Regions from separate parts of the Zea mays genome. Here region 1 is linked to region 2. The links are chromatin contacts, called in public Hi-C maps. All regions are on one chromosome and are shown on one strand. The core of a region is the stretch at or near the end of the contact, and the rest is flanking DNA. Distances in the headings are between cores, read along the strand shown.

Region 1 (3,665 bases), core at 57-2,556, 150 kb after region 2:
TAATTCCTCGGTGCAGCTTAGCTAACCAACCCCTCGAATCTTTAATCATTACTAGTATTTTTTTCTCTATCGAATCCAACAACGAAACGAAGCGATATAGTTTTACTGGTAGTCGAAAGAAGTAGATCTGGACATCTGGTGAGCTAGCGTGTGCATGATTGGGTGGCACTGGGGGTTCAGGTACGCATGTGACGAGTCCGGGGCAATAATTCTCGGTCACAAGCGGACAGGATGATGCGCATGGAGACCCAAAATCCCCTGTTCGACTAACCCGACAGCTCAGGAATATCTGGATCGCAGGAGATGCCATGCCAGTGCCACACATCGCTTGCTCCCGGCCGGGGTGGTTTTGGTACTAGTTGCACTGATGACTGGTTCGTCGCGGTCTAAACTTGACCCGGTTGCCCCCCTCCTTTTTTTTCTTGCTATAATTAACTGTTAAAGCTCGTGTGAGTTGTGACCACTGCTCCAGGAAAGGATAGCCGCTGAGATGCTGACACGCGGGTCCAGCTGAGAGGTGGGGGTACGTCCTACGTGTCAGTGCTGGAGTGGGGAGTGACGGGCAACAGCGACGTGACCGGACGCGACGCGATTAGCGGGCGCATCGCATGTGCGAGGGAGGAACGATGACGGTAAGGAGACAAGACAAGCGTATCAACTGCAGCTTCCTGCAGGCTGCCGGGGTGGGTTGCTGCAGTAGGTGCCGCTGCTGGCCAATGCCAACGAGCCATTTGCCCGGTTGGCCGTGGTCACCTGGCGTGGCTCTTCCGGCCTGTGGATTATGTGGGCGGAACCGCGGAAGGATAGGGATGGAGCCTGGAGGAGGGGAGAGACGCGTCCGGTGACGTCCCCTGTCCACCGTTTTGAGTAGGAGCGCTGTCAACGTGGCGAGGATTCAAGGAGGACAGACAGTCCAGGGCAGGTTGATCACAATATCAACTGTTTGTTTTAGGTAGGAGCCCTGACAACTTGACATCCGACACCGTGACATTGAGGTGTGCTCCGGAGGCTTCTCTCGGATAGTTTTATTTTGGAACTTGATTGCTGGTCGAGGTGAAATATATATACTCCATGTCCTGATTGCCGTGCTACCCAGAGGCCACACTGCCTGAAAAGAAAAGAAAAAAAAGAAAGATGTAAAAGAAAATAAAAGCAAAGGAAAAATTAAAACCAAATTTGGGCTGAATTCACTGATGGCCCGAAACTGTACCGTAGACCCCAACCCACACATCGCAAGAGAGGCCCAGCCCAGAAGTTTTCAAAACTCCGACGTATAAAAAAGACCCCAGACCCACAGTCCCCTCCTCTCTCTTTCCCCCCGTGTCAGTGTGTCACGCTTCGACCACGCGGCGGCGCCATGGCGGCCCAGCCCATCCGCAAACCGCACTTCGACCGCATCGTCCGCGCGCTCGCCTCCGACCACCCGCCACCGCCCCGCGCCGAGCTGCACGCGTTTCTCGTCCGCTCGCACGCCGCGGCCACCGCGCCCGCCCTCGTCCGCTCGCTCCTCAACGGCGCCATCAGCCGCCTCTCCAAGCGGCGCCCGCGCGCCGCGCTCGCCTTGCTCCTCATCATGCCGCGCCTGCCCGTGCGCCCCGACCACTTCACGCTCCCCTTCGCGCTCAACGCCGCCGCGTCGCTCCGCCTCCTCCCGCTCGGCGCCTCCCTGCACGCCGTCGCGCTCCGCCTCGCGCTCCTCCCGCTCCGCCTCCCCGTCGCCAACGCGCTCGTCGACCTGTACGCCAAGTGCGAGGAGTTCCCCGCCGCGCACGCCGCGCTGGCGGACATCCCCGCCCCCGACGCGGTCTCCTTCAACTCCCTCCTCTGCGCGCACGCCCGCAACGCCTCCGTGCGTCCCGCCGAGTCCCTCTTCGCTGCCATGCCCACCAGGACCCAGGTCTCCTGGAACGCCATGGTGGTCCTCTACGTCAGCGCTGGTGACCTCGCGGCCGCTTGCCGTGTGTTTGACGAAATGCCGACGAGGGACACGGCCTCGTCGATGGTGCTCATTGTCGGGTATTGTAAGTGCGGGCTGGTGCAGAATGCGCGTGAGCTGTTTGACAAAATGCCTACAAAGGATCTCGTGGCCCGGACGGCCATGATTAATGGTTATGCACAGACTGGGCGGCCAAAGGTGGCACTCGCTTTATTTAGGGATCTGGAGGCTGCTGGGATTGAGCCTGATGGAGCCACAATGGTTGGGGTTATCTCTGCAGTTTCACAGATAGGCAGCACGGAGTTGGCTGGGTGGGTTGGAGCTTACGTCGACAGGAAGAAGATCGAAAGGAATGAGAAGGTTCTTACAGCACTAGTAGATATGCACGCAAAGTGTGGCAACATTGAGCAGGCACTGAGTGCTTTCAGGGAGATCCCACGACCTGATGCCTATCCATACACAGCACTGATTAGCGGCCTGGCAACACATGGACACGAAAATCTGGCACTTTCAGTGTTCGAAAGGATGCGGGCTGAAGACATCAAGCCTCACCCTATCACTTTCGTTGGTGTGCTTACAGCATGCAGCCACGCAGGGAATGTTGAAAAGGGACTGGAGTATTGGGAGGCAATGGTGCAGGATTATGGTATTGAGCGCCATGCGGACCACTATGCCTGTGTCATTGACATGCTCGGGCGTGCAGGGAGGATTGAGGAGGCTTTCGAGATGGTTCAAACGATGCCGATGGGGCCACATCCGGGGGCTCTTGGTGCACTCCTGAGTGCCTGCAAGACATATGATAACGTTGAGATTGCAGAAGTTGTCGCAAACAAGCTATTTGAGTTGGAACCTTGGAACACTGGGAACTATATACTCTTGTCAAACATATATGCTGGGAAAGAACTCTGGGAGGAGGCAGAAAGGGTCAGATCACTGATGAGAACAAAACTGCCATTTAAAAGTCCTGGATCCACTTGGTTTGAGGATCGACAGAGAGAGCATGCTAAGATGTCTATCATGGACTGAGGATGAGCAGAAACACCACTTTCTGGAGATGGTGGAAGCTAGGAAGGCTGAAAACATAGCTATTTGACAGTCAGCAAAGCAGAGGAGCTTCGTATCAGTTTGCCACTAAGGTCCTATGTATAGGCACTGGTCAAGGTGATTTCCTATAGTAAGTGTACAATGTCTCCCAATGAACCTAGGTAGGTTGCAATAAAGTTCTTACATATAGAATAGGTGTTATAGCAAGAGATTCAAATATATGATTCCCTGAACATTTAGTAATAGGAATTGCTATGAAGTAGTAAAGGATTATTTAGAACAATCACTCCATATGAATTAGTGTACATTGGTCTTGATTTACTGATAAAGTATGAGCATATTCACATTCACTGCATGAAATGGTTATTTACAACTAGAATAGCTCTATTCTGCATGCTGAGTATCCACTTGTATAGAAGGGAGTTCCTCATTCATAAATAGCATACTAATTTGTGCACATTTTTTTTTCAGGTCATTTCTCATCCTAGCCTCACTCTCTCGATGGCACGAGCTCTAATTCATCGATCTTGGGACCAGTGACCTCCTTGACATCATTCAATCCTCAATGATCTTGAATGTTGGCACAACCTTTATACCCAGTTTCTTTACTGAAAGCTGCAAGTAGCATGCGCGGGAGCTTTTCAGCATGTCATATTCCACGGGGCAGAGAGTCGTGAATACACAA
Region 2 (3,810 bases), core at 1,302-3,801:
AATACCATAGTATCTTTTTGTCCAATGGTGTTTGGTTGTATTGTAAAAAAACTCTGTTTTGAATACCATGGTTTTGTAGATACCATAGTATTTTTGGAGTATTTAAAATTGCACTCTAATCCATAGTTTTTTTTTGTCTATGACTAGCCGGCCTTGTACATGTATACTAAATATCATGGTTTGAATTACTTTATTTCCAAACACATATTTGTAAGAATAACGTAAAAATACTACACTTGTGTCCTGACATTTTAAAAACCGTAGTATTTCAAAACTTTGGGTTTGTGTGGTTTTGTACTGGTACTGGACTACTGGTAGAGCAAAGTAATCCGTTACAGACTTCCAGTAAGCATGTGTACGTGTTTGTGTTTCTGCAAAGGATTTGAAACCATGTGGCAGATTATTCTCTTTCAGAAACGGAGCGCCCCCGTCGTTTAGCAAAGGAATGACTTGTAGTAAAAGGGAGGTTGGCAGCATGCGCACGTAACGGAGAGCAGAGGGAGGAAGGGCCCATCGGCCAGGGACCTTATCTTTTGCATGCACGGTAACATGACAGACGACATGACCGGTCCAAGTCACGTAGTATTCTGTTCTTCCGTTTCAATTATCACGGTCAGTTCTCCAACCAAAAGTGAGCGCGCCGGATTAGACCGAAAAGTGAGCGCGTCTAGTGAGCCAGAGCCAGCCAGCACAGTACTGGCCCTCTTCCTTGCTCGTCACCGGCCGATGGCGACGGCGGTGGAAAGCTCTCGGTCTCGGCGGCGGGGAATTTAGTTAAAAGCGGCGTGCAACGGGGCGGAACCGCAGGAATCATTGTTGTGTGGTTTTGCCATGGTTCCGTCCGTGCAAAAAGTGGGTGCCTTTTGCCGCTCCCCACACCATGCGCGGGCGGCGGCCTTCCGGCCTTGAGAGCCGCGGCTGGCTGATCGAGGAGAGCCACCCGCCGGCCGGGTGTCGGGCGCCGGACGGGACGGAGGCGAGCGCGACGAGCGGCGCCCATCCTCGGGTGCGTGTAAGTGTGTTCGAGTTCGACAAGGGCACGCGCGCGACAGGGCACGCACACACACGCACTCATTGTCTACCATCGTGTGCGGTGGCAAGGACTTGGTGCCAAAAGCCGGCAACTTTACAGTCGTTACTGGACAGTGGACACAGGTAGAGAGACCGAGATTTGAGAGACAGACAGAGGTGACTGAGGGCAGGCAGCGACCACAGAAAAGACGAGCATCATCACTGCGCTAGCGCTATGGACACTAGCAACTCGGAAAGCGAGGGCTGGTGGCCAGGCCTGCCCCTCCTGCACACACCATGCACGGCTGCCCGATTGTTTTTATTTTGACTCTTTTTTTTAAAAAATAACGTATGCCTAGATCCGTGTCATATGTCTTGGTGATGATGTTTCAACCCTGTATTGCCGTGCCTCCGTTTTCTGGTTGCCGCTTGCTCTTCCTCTCTTCTCCGTCCTACTCTCTCCGTCCACATATATTTGTCACTACGGTATTCGTATGGCTCAAACTTTCTGAAATTTAACTGGATTTATAAAATATATTAGCAACATTTATATCTTCGAAAAATTTTACTATAAAAGTAGATTCAAAGATCTATCTAACGATACTAATTATGTACTATAAACATTCTATTTTCTTATATAAGGGGGTGTTTGGTTTATAGGGACTAATTTTTAGTCCCTACATTTTATTCCATTTTAGTTGCAAAATTGCTAAATATAGAAACTAAAACTCTATTCTAATTTCTAAATTTGGCAATTTATAGTCTAAAATGGAATAAAATGATGGGACTAAACATTAGTCCCTACAAACCAAACACCCCCTAAATGTGGTCAAAGTTAAAAATGTTTGACTCCTCGAAAAATAAGAACGGCCAACATTTATGGACGAAAGAAGTACGCGCCTATATATATGCTCATCGATCGCTGCCCCAGTTCCGACCCTGACTCCAACCTAGACCCTCATAGTCAGTCGGTGGTACGAGAAATAAATGAGGTCCATCTCAAACGGGATGAGACGGTTTAAATTGGAGCTCGAACTGTAGACTGTGACTGGCGTTAAACCGTATAACTTCAGTGTTATAGATCACGACATCTCTCCACATGGTTATACCCGTGTTAATGGATTGTTTGGTTGTTGCATGGAGATTGGAGGGTATTGAGTGGCATATAATTCCTTGTAAGTCAAAATAAGTAGTAAAGGATTATACCACCTTCAATCCCCTCCTATCTCTATGCAACCAAACAAGTGCTAATGGTCTCATCAAATATGTGAACGTAAACTTTTTTGGGGAAAAAGAATCTAATATAAAAGTCGGCACGGCTGCGGCATGAGTAAACTCTTGTGACTGGGGTGGGGTATTGATACTCATTGCCTGCCTGCCCGGGCTCGGCTCATTGAACGCTAGCTGCTGCTTTGGGCGCTCGCTTTTCCTCGAGGGCTTTCTGAAAAGTTCGGGTACGTGTGCCCCCACATTCTCTTCGGACAGGCCTTTCGGCTATGTATAGAGGAGGAACCCCTGTGCTCCGCTGCCCAATTCCAACCCCAGCTTTGACTGCCCTCGCTTGGTGCTCAGTTCTTTCCTCTGCTCCTCCGCCTCTTCTCGCACCTCGGCACCTTCTTCGGCAACTGCGAGCGAGATGGAGGTGAGCCGAGAATGCGTGTCTTTGTTGGGCTTCTTCTCTTGTTTTTTTGCAACAGCGAAACTAAACTATACGCCATGTCCTTGCTAACAGAGAAACAAGCCATGACAGTTGGAACATGCTCGTTTTACATATACATAGTAGACTAGTTATCTTACCTACTGTGAATCTGAAATATATAGTATTGCCGTAACAGTGTTTGTTTTCTTTTCAAACAAGCACGTACGTGTCCTACATTCACATACAGTTTTTTTTTTCTTTTGCTTCCAAACTTCCAGAGAAGAAGATTACACGAAACTGTATTGCATTCTTCAGTCGTACTGTTCAGTCGCCCACCACCAGTGGAGTAAAAAAAAAGTTTCGTTTCGTTTTCTGCCAGGCGCAAGACGACTGCAAGTGGCGGCAGATCCCGGCGTTCGGCGACTGGAACGTGTGGGACGGCGACATGCCCGTCACCCAGTACTTCCAGGCAGGGGCCTTCTTCTTCGCGGCGCCGGCGGAGAAGGGCGACGCGGATCTCTTCAAGGTGCCCCAGTTGCCTGCCAAGCCCTACGGCTACAAGAAGGTGAAAGAGCACTGCATCCATTTCTTTCATCAACTCCCCAGCACTGTTTCATACTCCGTGCCGTGCAGTCTGCACTAGTTAACAAAGGTGGTACTGACAATTCTGTGTCCGATGCCTGTCCTGTGCAGTGCGTTGTTCGAGTGAAGGGGGAGAAAGAAACCGCTGTGCCGCCGGCGGCGAGGAAGGGACGCAGGAGGCGCTGCGTGAGCGAGCAGCACAAGTGGAAGCCCAAGGGAGCTGTGGACGAGGACCTGTACAAGATCTCCCCGCAGCTTCTCTGCAAGGTGAAGAAGGCAAGTGCCCTGTAATCAAATCCTCCCTAGCTAGTTTGCTCTCAGATCAGTGCGTCTCTCGCTGCATGCACCCAACGTGTAGCTAAGTGGGGTTTTACCTTTTGTCTAGTTCTCGTCATGTGACTGTCCTTTATCTAGCCTAAGCTGACCCCTTTGCAAGTAGCTTTTGTTTGGATAGCATTAGATAGAACATCTACATTTGCCAAAGATGTGACCTTTTTTTCAAAAAGAAAGAAGCTTAAGCGCTTCATTTTTTTCACAGCATTTGGACGGCCTTTTGTCAAAGGCCATGAGCGATAAAG

What was found. Hi-C and Micro-C count contacts between places; a contact is called where the count stands out from the background.
Region 1: a contact with region 2 is called in a Hi-C map of tassel, with 1.9 times the contacts expected there. The contact joins the promoter of LOC111946235 here to the promoter of LOC100191186 in region 2. A contact is called at or near these places in 5 of 25 Hi-C or Micro-C datasets (ear, leaf, leaf mesophyll and 1 more).

The regions. Positions count from the first base shown.
Region 1 is chr3:164,782,948-164,786,612 of Zm-B73-REFERENCE-NAM-5.0, forward strand. LOC111946235 reads left to right here and starts at 1,307. Exons shown (of 2, transcript NM_001360701.1): 1 at 1,307-3,110; 2 at 3,452-3,665. The coding sequence starts at 1,358. The coding sequence ends at 2,962.
Region 2 is chr3:164,628,803-164,632,612 of Zm-B73-REFERENCE-NAM-5.0, forward strand. It overlaps LOC100191186, which reads left to right and starts at 2,552. Exons shown (of 4, transcript NM_001196816.1): 1 at 2,552-2,653; 2 at 3,030-3,215; 3 at 3,344-3,508. The coding sequence starts at 2,648.